Linked DNA regions of Mus musculus: all the other regions are linked to region 2. Evidence: chromatin contacts called from public Hi-C and HiChIP or PLAC-seq data. All regions are on one chromosome and are shown on one strand. The core of a region is the stretch at or near the end of the contact, and the rest is flanking DNA. Distances in the headings are between cores, read along the strand shown. Region 1 has its middle 39 kb from the start of Gm30397. Region 2 has its middle 310 kb from the start of Gm30397. Region 3 has its middle 390 kb from the start of Gm45488.

Evidence for each region. A called contact is a pair of places that touch in the nucleus more often than the background predicts. HiChIP or PLAC-seq counts read pairs in DNA pulled down with a chosen protein or histone mark.
Region 1: a contact with region 2 is called in an HNF4G HiChIP or PLAC-seq map of pancreatic cancer cells. The contact joins two enhancer-like sites. A contact is called at or near these places in 1 of 115 datasets of contacts at active chromatin or transcription factors (pancreatic cancer cells) and 1 of 9 other capture datasets (embryonic stem cells).
Region 3: a Hi-C map of tail fibroblasts shows a contact between it and region 2, with 2.1 times the contacts expected there. The contact joins two enhancer-like sites. A contact is called at or near these places in 1 of 484 Hi-C or Micro-C datasets (tail fibroblasts) and 2 of 115 datasets of contacts at active chromatin or transcription factors (embryonic fibroblasts and pancreatic cancer cells).

The regions. Positions count from the first base shown.
Region 1 is chr8:44,802,627-44,806,899 of GRCm38.p6, forward strand. No RefSeq gene overlaps it. Among named protein-coding and RNA genes, the nearest start is that of Gm30397, 39 kb to the left of the region's middle. Within about 2 kb of position 2,920, at least 32 of the 459 cell types and tissues checked have an H3K27ac peak or open chromatin away from gene starts, as enhancers often do. A contact at or near this core is called in pancreatic cancer cells, where this site is marked.
Region 2 is chr8:44,453,732-44,458,679 of GRCm38.p6, forward strand. No RefSeq gene overlaps it. Among named protein-coding and RNA genes, the nearest start is that of Gm30397, 310 kb to the right of the region's middle. Within about 2 kb of position 1,875, at least 49 of the 459 cell types and tissues checked have an H3K27ac peak or open chromatin away from gene starts, as enhancers often do. A contact at or near this core is called in pancreatic cancer cells and tail fibroblasts, where this site is marked.
Region 3 is chr8:44,091,494-44,096,086 of GRCm38.p6, forward strand. No RefSeq gene overlaps it. Among named protein-coding and RNA genes, the nearest start is that of Gm45488, 390 kb to the left of the region's middle. Within about 2 kb of position 1,513, at least 29 of the 459 cell types and tissues checked have an H3K27ac peak or open chromatin away from gene starts, as enhancers often do. A contact at or near this core is called in tail fibroblasts, where this site is marked.

The sequences.
Region 1 (4,273 bases), core at 1,670-4,169, 350 kb after region 2:
TTGTCCCAGCCTCCCGGGTGACACAAGTCTTGCTCGGAGGACAGGATTTGTAAGAGAAAGACTAATTCAGCCTTGTGAATATCATCCCAAAGCCAGGATTTGAGCAAAAGTAAATCAAGCAAAAAAAAAAAAAAAAAAAAAAAAAATCACTGAACAGAGAGAGTCTCCTGTCTACTGTGTCACTTCTCGCTCAGCAACCCCTTCCATAGAGGTCAGGTTATAACAAGAAAAACTTAAATAATTTGGAGAGTTTAATAGATGTGTTATAGAATAATAAGCCAAGTGAAAATCATGCAGCAATTGAAAATAATTACATAGATTCTAGGGGTCAACATGAAAAAAAAAAGTCATGATATATCATTAAGAAAAAAAGGGTTAAGTTCAGATTAATGAGAATAGAGGCCATTTGTGCGCAAAACAGTATGTTGCACTGTGTGTGCACATGTGTGTATGTGTGCCAAGCATCTCTCTCGCTGTGCAGAAGTCCCCAGTAGAGATACTTACATCATGATGAGTTGGACAAGTCCTTGTGGTGGGTGGGCCCACACATTGTAGGATGGTTTACAGGATCTGGACTACTCCACCAGGTACCAGTAGCAAGAGATTTGCAAACTCCTGAAGCTACCCCAAAAGTGACAATCAAAACATCTCTAGATATCTCTAGATAACGTCCCTTGAGAGGTAAAAGCATGCCCTTTTGAGCTCCATTGCTCTGAGCAGTAAGGCTTGGGGGAGGGGGAGGTTGCCTTATTTTCCTTCTCTCTTCCTCTGGGGTACTTGATTTATCTTTGTCTCCTTGTTTGAGTTTACCATGAGCATTCTTAGATTAGAAAAGAAAATTAGTTTGTAGATGTTTTAGAGGGAAAAGGTTTAGAGATTCACCTCATCGCTCACTATGAAACCTGAAGAAACTGAACTTGTCTGTCTGTTAAAAGAAAAGAAAAAAGAAAAAAGTTCTCAGGAAAGCTGGGCTGCCATTTTGATTGATGTCATGGGTACATGCAATGTATTTACTCCAAAGAGCTTAAGGCTCTGGGGGGAAAAAAAATCAGAATACACATTCTTTTTATAGCCCTCAAAATAACAGCAACAGAACTGTTAGAGGAAGTGGCAGCCAAATCAAGATATTTAGCTAAGGCAACTGGTATTCAAATCTAAGGTTATGCTTTTTTAAAGTTGCCCTAGGCACAGTGTCCTGGATGTCCACACTGGAAAGCTGATTCACTTGCTAATTTACTCAGATTATGACAGGAGACTCTTGGTAAATATTAGTTAGGGTTTTAATTAACAACATTTAATTGGGGCTGGTTTACAGGTTCAGAGATTCAGTCCAGTATCATCAAAGTGGGAGCATGGTAGCATCCAGGCAGGCATGGCGCAGGAGGGGCTGAGAGTTCTACAGAATACTGGCTTCCAGGCAGCTAGGATAAGGGTCTTGAAGCCCAGACTCAACAGTGACACACCTATTCCAACAAGACCACACACCTCCTAATACTGCCAGTCCCTGGGCCGAGCAGATACAAATCATCACACTTGGAGTCACTGAATTCCTTGAGAATGAAGGAACATTGGCAGTTCTGGTGTAGATTAGTTTGTGCCCTATGCGCATTAAGCTAGGTAATTCAGATATAGACTACTTCTTGTGGGACAGCATTTGGGATCAATGTCTGGCTACAGCTATGTGCTGCAAGATCATCCCCACTAGGCAGCTTCCTGGTGGGTCCATCTGCAAGCCTAGCTAGAGCTTTTAGCTGAGTAAGCACGAAACCCAGGAGTCTTCTGGGCTGCCTAACTGGGCAAAGAGAAACTTCCACGGAGGACACTAAAAGTTCTTCAAAGTGAAAGGGGACAAACGGAAAACACACCAAACAACATAAAGGAGGAATTAGAGGATGCAAGGAGGGCAAAATTAAAGAGAAAAGGCAGAGGCAGGGCAAGGAAGGCAATACCCAAAGAGAACAAAGCATCGAGGCGTTTGCACAGCAGGGCAGCGGGAGCAAGACCTTAGAGCGCTGGGGAACAAGGATTTGGGAAGGAGAAAAAGAAAAGAGTGTTCTGGTTTTGCTTTTGTTTTTAGTTTGACTTTGTTTTTCCACCGTTAATTTACATTTTATTCACTTTACATCCCGAAGGAACGTCCCCATGCCTCTTCCCAGTGCCCCCTCCCCAGCTTCCCCCCCCTCCCCAGCTTTCCCCCCCTCCCCCTCCCCTTCTCCACTGAGAAGGGGGAGGTTCCCCTCCTGAGTACCAACCCACCCAGGCATATCACATCACTAGGCACATCCTCTCCCACTGAGGCCAGAACAAGGCAGCCCAGTTAGGAGAACAGGATCCACAGGCAGGAGAACAGGATCCACAGGCAGGCAACAGAGTCGGGGTAGCCCCTGCTCCAATTGTTAGAGACCCACACGACGACCAAGTTGCACATCTGCTACACCTGTGTGGGAGGCGGGGTGGGGGTAGGGGAGAGGGTGGAAGGTTGGGGGAAGAGGTGGGTCTTCTAGCCTTTGTATGCTCTTTGGTCGGTGGTTCAGTGTCTGGGAACCTCCAAGGATCCAGGTTAGTTGACTCTGGGATCTTCTCGTGGATTCTCAATTTCCTCTGGGCGCTTCTTTTTCCCTTATTTCTTTATTTATTTATTTATTCCCTTTGCATCCCGATGTAGTCTCTCCCCTCCCACTCCTCTCTCCTTACAAGGCCTCTCCCCATCCCCCTCCCTTTCTTAAGCACACAGTAGTGGTCAGTGCTGGGGACGGCTTCAGGAACGGTTGTTCCCTGGGCTCAGAGATGGGTGAATTTCTGCTCTTTTTCAAAGTAGTCGTTGTACTCCTTAAGTCACCATAGTTTAGTTTCACAGTGTTTACCCATGAGTCAGTCGTTCTGTCACATGTTAGACAAGTCTCCTTTTCCTGCTTCTGCTCCTAGGTTGTTGGTCCCTAGCTGTATAGGGCTTCTCAACCGCTCCTCTCCCTCTCAGAGGGAGTAAGTTTCTTTTCTGACTCCACGAAAGATAATGTCATAGATGCATGACGCACACTCTGTGTGTGGCTTTGGAGCCCTTCCAGTAACATTATAACAGCAACAGCCAGAAATGGAAGGGAAAAAAAAAAAAAGATGATGATAAACTTCAGCGTTGGTATTAGGACTAGCAATGTCCTCTTCCTCCTGGGACAGGAAGGGAAGAACACATATTCTGAGGCCCCATACAAAATGAGACATCATTTATTCACATTGCCTCTAGGCTACAAGGCAGCTAGAGGGCTGACTTCTGAAAACCTTTCTCCTGCAATATAGAAAAGCATCGTATTAAAAATTAACCATTAAAAAATAAATACACTCCCCCACCTTTCTAGTATTATTTGTGGCAGTATTTAAGTGATTTTTTTTTATTTTAAGGATGAGATGTTAAAAATTATGAAACAGCAGCCTGCAGGCTCCCTTCCACATAACCTTATTCAGAGCAGTGGCTCCTAATCTCAGCGTTGGCACTCTGTAACATATTTCATCGGTTTCGGTAAGACATTACATAGAAATTTGGGGTTCCCTTCCAGTGAAACTGCACAGGTTGATTGGAATACCAAGCACCTTTGCTTCTGCCTGATTGGCCTATTAAACGAGAGCAGCTCTAGAGTTGAACTCTTAACAGGCCTCAGATTTCTCATCTGTAAATTGGGTACACCCAGGCTCCCAGAATAATCAATATAAGCATTCAAGTTATGTAGTGTAAAGGATGTTTCTTGAGTGTATACTGTATCCCAGGAACTAGTCTAGTTACAGTGTTAAGGATTCATTTTTAATTTACAAACATAGTATGTCTATTATCCCTGGTGCGGTGTGAAGAAATTGAGGTATAGAAGAGTGTGGAAATAATGCTCAAGTACCCTGCATGGTTGAACAATACTGCTCCCAGAAGACACAGACTATTAAATTTCAATGTTATGAAATTTCATTTCTGACATAGGTTACCTCCCTATTAGTTACTGGTCAAAGAGACCCTAGAGTGCTGAGTCCAGTATGGATTTAGTGGGGATGGAATGGCATGGCTTCTATCCCTGGGATAGGGACAACAGGGCACGGACCTCTACCAGTGGCTGCTATGGGTGTAAGACTTATTTGTATAATAATGTACATATTTTCATGTTCCTCCAAGTAATGCCCTCCCTGCTAATGTTAATGACTCCATGATAATCATAGACGGTGAGTCTATGGCAAACAACAAAATGGCAAACACTGGGACCCTTCAGGACAGCCCTTAAGGCTGTGGAAAAGAAGC
Region 2 (4,948 bases), core at 625-3,124:
CACAGTACAGTATGCAGCCTCTAAGCAGCAGAGCCTCAAGCAAAGGGGACTCAAAGACAGGAAACAGTGCCGGTTTCAGCATTTGACCTCAACCACTGCGGTAAAGTGAATAAGTAGTTTTCTTCACTCCCAGTTATTTAGTAGATCAAGAATGGCTAGGGTTTTTGCTATGAACTAGAGTTAAAGTCTCATAATAATATGAACGTGGTCTTTCTGATCGAAATAAAGTTGTAACCAGGCACTCAGGAAGTAGCACTTCCTTGGGACAGGCAGAGTTTATGATTGGATAGAGAGAACATTTTGAGCACCCTTGAACTATACCAAATTGCATCTCTCAGGCAAACAACTGGATACTCTGACCTGGTGACAACAGTACTGACCCTGGCTCCCAGAAGCACTGGCCATACCAGATGTCTGAAGAGCCATTGGATTTGAGCCTGTGTAAAGCTAGCCATGTGCTCCTGGGAGACCTTGGTCTGTGACCTAAAGGTAGAAGCTGCTTCATGTCTTTCCAGCATTCAAATTAAAATGATCTGACTTTAAAAGTTCATCTCAGCTTTATCACTAAGAGCCTTCCAGTCTCTCTGGGTCCTATATAAAAATGTGGTATCTGAAAAATAAATAGGAGTCTCTTTACTTTTAGACTGTTATGGCAATATACAATATTATTTTAGTCACAATGGAAAGGGAGTTTTGTCTAGCACCTAGGACCTCTCTGCTGCTTAGAAATCCCAAGACAGGTCTGTGAAAAAAAAATTAACATTTAAGGACTAAAATTAATCACAGTCATAAAATCATTTCTAAAACTATTATTGATCTTTTTTTTTCCTATTTATGATCTATATTCCCTCAGAGCAGGTGAGCAGGAAATCCAAAAACATATCAAATAAACATTAATCCTTGTTCTGGGTGCCCTTCCAGGAAATATATTTATATATATATGGAACCATATATATAAATGGATCTCACCAAAAGCATATACAATGCTTAGGTGGCTTATTGAAGCTGGAGAAAAGCTTCAAGAATAATTCCCCTGCACTTACCCACCAGCTCAGACCCTTGTTAGGTTTCACTCTGTCGTTCCTTCAACTTGACATCATCCAGAGTTGCCAGACTGTGACATTTAATAACGGAAGAGCTCTCTGTGGAGTGGCCATTTACCAATGAGTATAGGCGCCATGCTATGTTGTAGTTCCTCAAATAACCACAAAACATCTACAGATGGAGTTATATGGCCAGAGTATGCTGTGTAGCTTCCTTTTCATTTTCTTCTGACAGACAATATTTTTGTCCATGACAATTTCCTGATAATTGATGAAAGGCGTGTCACAATATTGATCTCTTCAGCTCTTGCTGTGGCTAGGCAGTCCCATGCCTCCACCTTGTAGACCAGTTGCCTCAGCCAGTTTGACTGCTTATAAATACTGTGATAAGGCAAGGAGAAACTCACTCTGGTTCTCTTTGGGGGATGTGGTATGAAAAGGGTTAACCATTACTTACACAATGGTTTCTATGGGAATATATGGCCATTTTGTATGTCTGTGTTGTGGCTAACTTAACCATCCCTCTGATTTATAGACTTTCAACTTGTTTTCCAGTTTTTGTCAACATTCCGTTATTTTTGTCTTCTATATCTTCCTTAAACATTTCTTAAGACAAGTTCCTGGTGAAGATTTGCTAACTAGGATCCTCCTTAGGGCTATAGATTGCAAGTATCCATGTCCTTTCTAACCTGTGCTAGGGACTAATTTGGACGCAGAATGCTTATAACTGGATTGCATCTTATTCTCACAGGTCACTCACATATATCGCTTCAGGGTGGTGACTCAGTCCTTACCCTGCTGAGACTCCTTGCTGAGAATACAATAAACACAATTGTTACCTTATTTGGTTGTTATGAGGAGCCAGTGAGGTCACAAGTAGAACACTCAGAAAAGCCCTGAGTCACTGCTACCACGTGTTAATTACCACCTATCTTCAATAACTACAGTAATGGTTCTATACTCACAAAATACATAAAAACACATTTTCCTCAATTCCAAAAGCACTGAGAACCAAACCCTCTGATGTACTGGTTCTTTAAACCAGTAATTCTCAACATGAGTGTTGCAGTCCCTTTGGCCAATCTCTATCTCCAAAAATATTTACATTATGATTCATAACAGTAGCAAAATGACAGTTATAAAGGAGCAATGAAAGTAATTTTTATGGCTGGGGGGTCACCACAGGAGGAACTGTATTAAAGGGCCATGGCATTAGAAAGGCTGAGAACCACTGCTTTAAACCATGAATAGAATTTCACTTTAGAGAGACATGCTTCAGTTGCTTATGAGGTAGAATTCATGAACTTAGACATCTTTAATAGTCTAAACATTTTATAATTTGTTTTCAAAAGTGGCCATTTTTCTTTGTTTTCTCTCTCTCTTTCTCTCTCTCTCTCTCTCTCTCTCTCTCTCTCTCTCTCTCTCTCTCTCTCTCTCTCTCTCTCTCTCTCTCTCTCTCTCTAACAGAAATTTTGAGGCCTCTGACCTCACTCTGGGTGACCTGAATAAGGGAAATGCCCAGGTAATTGGAACCTTCTGGATGTGGTCTAGATAAGGAGTGTGCTTTTACAACCGGCACTGCCCAGGATAATCACCTGGGAGACTTTAAAAGCTGCCGATAGCTAGGCCTCACCCAGAGGGACTTTCATTTAATTGGTCTGATTTAATTACCTGGCATCAGCACTGTTAAAGGCTCTCCAGGTGACTCTAACATGAAGCCAAGTCTGAGAGTGGTGCTGTAGGTGGGTACTGATTAATTCTGGGTCAGCTGGGTGTGTCTTACAGGGCTGCTGAGGATTGCTTTCAGAATCAGCCAGCCCTCTCAGGCAGCTAAGTCAGTTGCCATAGGATAGCACAGTCTACAACATTTTCTGATTGCGAAACCAAAGCGCGCTGCTTAGCTAGGCTTTGTGAAATCTTAAGAATTAACATTCTGAACGGTTCCTATTTCTTCACGAGTTTCTATTAATTGAGCACAAACCCCAAAGTTACACCTTAAGTTTGGCGGTAGAAAAGAATATTCTATAGCTTGTTCATGGTCCTTACTATGTTTCCTCCATGTTTTTGTGGCTACTGATGAATCCATTACCACAAACATTAAACACATGCAGACGAAATCACAGATATGCTGTGTGTGTATTTACCAGTTTGATCTTCCATCTACTCTGAGTACAAGTGTCTTGAGTACGTGGGAAATTGTCCTTGAGCTAGGAATATTCCATCACAATGCATTTTCAAGGAGGAGATGTAAAGGCAACTTCAAAGAACGCAGAACTCAGGAAGATGCTGACTTCCTAGGAAGCCCAAGAAGGCAGATTGTTGCTTCTGTGACTTTAAAGATGTAAATAGAAACAACTTCGGCAAAGGGTTTCTATAATTAGCTTTCATCCCTATTCTAAAAGTTGCTTATGGCAGAGAATTTAATAGTGTATGAAAGCCGCTGTTTAAAAACTTAAGTTGAGCTCTCTGAAAGTTTAATGAAAAAATTAGTATGTTCAGACTCTTGTGGTTTCTCTAAAGTCATGTGCTAATTCAGCAGCAGATCTCTGTCACTGAAACATTTTGGGAGCAGGGAGGGTGGTAAATGCTCTGGTAATTTTCTTGTCTCCAGGCATAGTTTACTGAAAGCAATAACATGAGTTTAAATTAGAAATTAAATGAATTAGTGTTCCAAACTGGGGGTGTGGTTATGGAACTGGTAGTTAGACCAACAAATGTGTCTTTTTAAAACATAGTAACTTTACCCAGTTGTTCTTCCAAAGCCACAACAGAGGACAATCTGATCAGCTAACATACCTCCCTGAAGAAGCCACAAGCTCCAAGGATGTCTTTGCAGAGTGTATTCAGCAGCAGGACCAGGAAACCACATCCTAACCTCAAGAAACAGCCTCATCATATTGGTGCCTCTCCTAGGCTGCCAATCATCTGTAGGTACTTCTGGGCTGGCCAACCATGCTGTCCCATGGCTGGTTCCTCTCTCTTGACAATTCACTGTAGATATGTATCCTATGGGTATGAGTCAAGTCTTGGAAAAGAATTAAACTGAGCCTCTCCCACCCCACCCACATTTTATCTGTGTGTCAATTAATCCAGAATCAGAGAACCGACCTCATTTCTGCAGTTGAAAGAATTAATGGACTTCTTGCCTCTCCCTTTACTGTGTGAAAGAAAAGTCTTACTCATGTTAATAACAACGGTGATTGGGCTCCACAGTTACGGACACTTGCTGCTCTTGCAGCGGACCTGAGTTTAGTTCCTAGCATCCTATTGGTCAGCTCAGTCACATATAATTCCATCTCCAGGGTATCTGATGCTCTATTCTAACCCCTATTGGGACTGCACACATCTTTGCAGACATACATGCAGACATACACATATCTGCCTAGAGAAAAAGAAACCACATATTAAAAAATAGCAATGGTCATTGACAGTTATACCAATGAGTGATCATCTCAAACAAGGATGTTATTGTTGACATTCTAAAGAAAAGTGACATTCTACATCACAGTCATGTGTTCCAGAGGAGAATACTCGTGACTAGCCGAGATTTGAACTCACAAAGATGAAAGTAGGTGTGGATATATATACTTCATAGGAACTCCTAAATCTACTCCTGGGCTCCTCCAATAATTTGGGGTGCTCTTTCAAGAGCTGTGTTGGATCATGCTCAGCTTACTGAGATAGCCAATAGGAGCTCAGAAAGCTGCCAGCACTGATACTCAGACTTTTGTTGTCCCCCCCCCAAATTATCTACACATAGATTTGAAATTATCCATAGCTAAGCCTCACCTTATATCATATGAACAAATTCTTCAGTGCATATACATAAATATATATTTATATGTATATATATATATATATATATATGTGTGTATATATATATATGTATATATGTATCTCATACA
Region 3 (4,593 bases), core at 263-2,762, 360 kb before region 2:
TTAGTAGCCATATATATCCCCCCCCAATATAACTAATTGTTGACAGGACCACACTTGCACAGGCCCAGTGTAGGTAACAGCAGCTCCTATGAGTTCAAGATTCATGATTGCGTCATTTTTAAAATGGATGGCACTTTACACATTTTCCCCCTATCTTCTGACTTTTGTATTCTTTCCAGTCCTCTTCCATGATATTCCTCATACTTCAAATGGCAGTTCAGGCAAGCTCTCAATAATTTATTCTTTATTCTCAGCAGTTCTGGTCCTCTGCATCCACCTCTGTCCACCTGGGTCAACCCTGGCCTCATCTTCTCTTCCCCATTCATACATCTGGGCACACTACCTACTTTTAATGAAATGAAATTTGTCATTTTATAATATCACTGGAAAAAGTAAGAGGCTCTTGGTGGTTAAAGTGGAGAGAGGACATAATGAATATGAAGGAAATATGTAGGAAACACTCATCATATTTGCCAGAACTTCAATAAACTTATGTTTTAGAAATCAAATATATATTGATTTTAGTAATGTTCACACATTCATTCTTCCTTCTCTTGGATTTTTGTTTATTTCTTTTCACAGTCCCTTAGAAGATTAATAAAGCAATCTAAAATTACAAATTGAAGCTGTCTAAATCAAAGTCTTAATCCTACAATTAAGACCTACTTTAGAATTTAAGAAATGTAATAATTATCTTGATAGGATCAATGTAGTCAAAGAATAAACATATGTAGTTCTCGACACATCAAATTTCAAGTCATTCTCATATTAAGATGACCTATTTTAGAACAAAATGCTCTAATCTGCTCAGTAGTAGTTTTTAAATCCATACTGGATACCTCACCTCAGCGATGAGTTTTTTTTTTTCTTGTCTCACTTACATTGTATGTCTTCCTTTTGGAATTTAAAATGTAAACTGAGCCATGCTACAATGTTAAAGAAGTTATCTGAGCAAATAAAAACTATTGAATTGAGAAACTCCAAATCAGAAGTTGAAGTTCCCTGAAGGTTGGGGAGGAGAAGTTTTTATAAGATGAATATGGAAGCCACACAAGAAAACATTTGATTGACTCTAAAGTTTGATTCACATAGTCTACCCCTCTGGGAAGTTTCTAGTTATGTTATTATAACTCAGTCGACTGCTTCACATTGGTTGAGTGTAAGTTATGTTTTTCTTTAATATAGGTCCTGACATTACATAACTCAAGTTAAAATTTGTATGTGTTTGCAAATTAAGCCAAGTTAAGATTGCATGTAAGGTCTTGTTAGCTACACAGGGGTTTTTCAGGCCTGGTTTGTATTTCAATTTACCTTAACAGGAATTTCTTTTCGTCTGAAGGAAGACTGTTTTGCGGGGAAAGGTTCTACTGGGAAGGCAATTAGGACAACATTGCATGAGTTTTCCAGATGGAGTCTCTCAAAAAAATCTCTCAAAGCCACAGGTGAAGGAAACTGGAGCATAAAGAGATCCCAGAGGGAGAAGTAGAGATTTGAATATAGGGCTGCTGTAATGGTGTATCTCTCCAAGAACATCTCCAAAGCAGAGGACTGCTGCAGACCCACTGAACTTCCTCAGGGCATCCCAGCCCCTGTCAACTCCCAATGAATTCTGTGACTTTAACTTTTGAATCCTTATTTACTGAAACATCTATGATAATACCCTTCTATGAAGTTGTCCCTTTTCCTCTATGCAAAATGGCCTTTAGTAACTGACTACTATATGGCACTGTATCATTCAAGATTCACTTCAAGGCTTACTGTGTGGAATCCTTTTGACTCAACCCACAATGGGCAGCTTTACAGTTTTAGCTACTTTACGATCTTGCACAAATTATGTTAAGTGGATGTCACAGTGTGTTGGAATGATTTGGACCTAATCTGGCATTTCATGGAGGGTTGGACATCCTATTTGGCATTATATGCTTAGACTTAAGCTCAATAAATATTAGCAAGTGAATTTGTGTTGAAGAAATGAGTGAATCAATCTATGCTTGAGAAATAAGACACTAGCAGATGCCAAAAGAACATTATTTTCGCCTCTAGAGGTTATGGTCTGTGACAAAGAAGCTTATCTGTGGACAGGAGTTGAATTCATAGAACCCTGCCTCATTTGGCATGCTTAGATAGCAGTGTGACAGGAAATGACTAGAGAAATTTGAGCAGGATGGTGTAGTAGCCTCTTTTACCACCTAGAAATGCTGACAGCTCACCATATTTCCTAAAATCAGCAACAAAATCCAAGTATGAATATCACTCAGTGGAATGTTATGGTTAGGTCAAAGGAACAGTATTCAGATGGGAAAATATCCAAAAACAATGGTCTGAAGAAGTAATTCTTCTCCTTAAAATAAAATTGTTTCCAGAGGCTGTGGCTTGCAGGGCAATAGCATCAGCTGATCAGCATTGGGTAGAAGATTAGAGCCCCAACACACACACACACACACACACACACACACTCATGAGAATTTGCCATCTGTGATGGCATTTCTAAAAGGATAGTGATCCAGGTTTGACTTTACCTCTTCTGGTGATGGGCATCTTTATTTAGGAGCAAGTCCATTTTACTTTAGATTATTTGCATGGTTGGAGCCAAAATCTGCCTGTACCCAGTGACTCTGCTTCCTCTGTCCAGAGCTACAAGGAATCTAATTGGGTTCTGTATAAAAGCTTCTCATGGATTTCAATGCACCAATCGTTTCCCCCAAAGCTCCTTTTCTCCAAGATTAGAAACACTCCGTTTCATAGAATAATTCCTTGTAGGCTGTTGGCTTAAAAGCATTCAGTCCTCCTTGGTCATAGTCCAATGGACACACTCTGGTGCAATCTCTAAATGTGAAAGAGCTTTGTTAATGTGCCTAAGCATTGCAGCCCACAAGGATGCAGATTTTTACTTTATGCATACAAAATACTTCATTATTACAGCCAGATATTCCAATATATTCAGTGAATAAACAGATCTTTTGACTGTGTGCCACAAATGGGGTGGGGGGGTAGGATGGAAAGGCAAGTGAAACTGTATTTGCACCAAGAAGACAACAACCTAATACAGATTTAAAAGTGTCCTCTCACATGATATTATCTAAGTCTATAATTGACAGAAAACTATGCATGATCATTAAGTAATGAATATTTTCAGCTTTTAAGAAACCATGGATCAATATTAGATGCCATGATATGGAGCAAAAGCACCTTTAAAAAACCACTGCTGTTGTTTCTAAAACCTAAATGTTGAACTGTGTTCAATCCTTCCTAATTTCACTGTGTCAATCTTGCTTTTATGGAAACATAGCAAGTACTTGTCAATTTCTATCCTGTCACTAAGACTGTTAGTTTTAGTCTTTGGATCAGCTCTAGGTCCAAGTGAAACAGGAACACAGACTTTCTGTAGACAAAATGGTTTCCGTTCTGTTTTCCCAGCAGAAATATGTGCTGTGGAATTTGGGTAATGGGAAGTGGTAAGGCATATATTTAGAAAAGACAGTTTATTCCACAATAGACAAATATAGACATTGGGAATTTTATCCACCATGACTCATAGCTGGTTTGAGGTTTCCCATCCCTGGCTGTTAGCATGTGGAGAAGTTGGGAAACAGATATAAGGGCAGCAGATTGTTTTTGTTTTCACACCAATTTCTGACCACCATACTGCAAATAGCAAGGTTGCAGTAACTCCAACCCTGCTGCAGTTAACCATGTAATAGGAATAGTCATACTTTCTTTGTCTTTGTCCTGCTGTGTTGCTTCCAGTGGCCCCTATCATGGGCCCAAACTGAAAACTCCCTTCAGGCACAAGCTTGAAAATATATACTACGTTGTATCCTTGTTGTTTCAAATAGGACCTGCCAGTAAAGTATGCTCTATTGACATGTGATTTGTAAATGTTTGTTGAATAAGTGAATGGGTTTGAATCAAAATGGTTATAAATTATTCATATGCTTAGTTGGCAATTTTTTTTAAAAAAAAGGACTGAGAGAAGCCATTGAGAGAGTCATGTTTATTTGATCCTTCTTAAAATGATAAAATTAATTATGCAAGGACTGTTGAGCTTTTCTAAATAAAAGAACTTCATATGCACTTTGAGTGTATGCTGATGTTATTTAATGGTGAATGGAGCTTATGAAATACTAATGACAGCTACTTCTTTCTATCAATGTAATGGGATAACTTCTTGTGATATACAGTGTAATGGGGCATCACAATGTTTCCCTAAAGACTTTACTGTACATTTTTTAACATAAAAAACTGTGAGAACATCAGTCATTTCTCAAAGGCCACTGCCCCAAGTGAGTAGAGTTCAAAGCAGGGTCCGCTAACACTCTTCTTACTTTGCAATGTTTATCTATTAGTGTTATAAGCAATGGCATAAGCATCTTTCCCCGTAGTGAAACATTAAACCTGTCATGCAACAGTCTGGGAATTGAAATCCAGGTGGGGTTTCTGTTATACAACTCCAGAGAGGCCTGTCTCGGTGCAGCTGGTGACTCAAGACAGATATGCTCAGAAAAGTGTCCACCAAAATAAACCCTGACATTTTTCTGTTCCCAGCTTTCCCTCAAGAAGAGCTGATAAAGTGATCTTTTATAAGCAATCAGC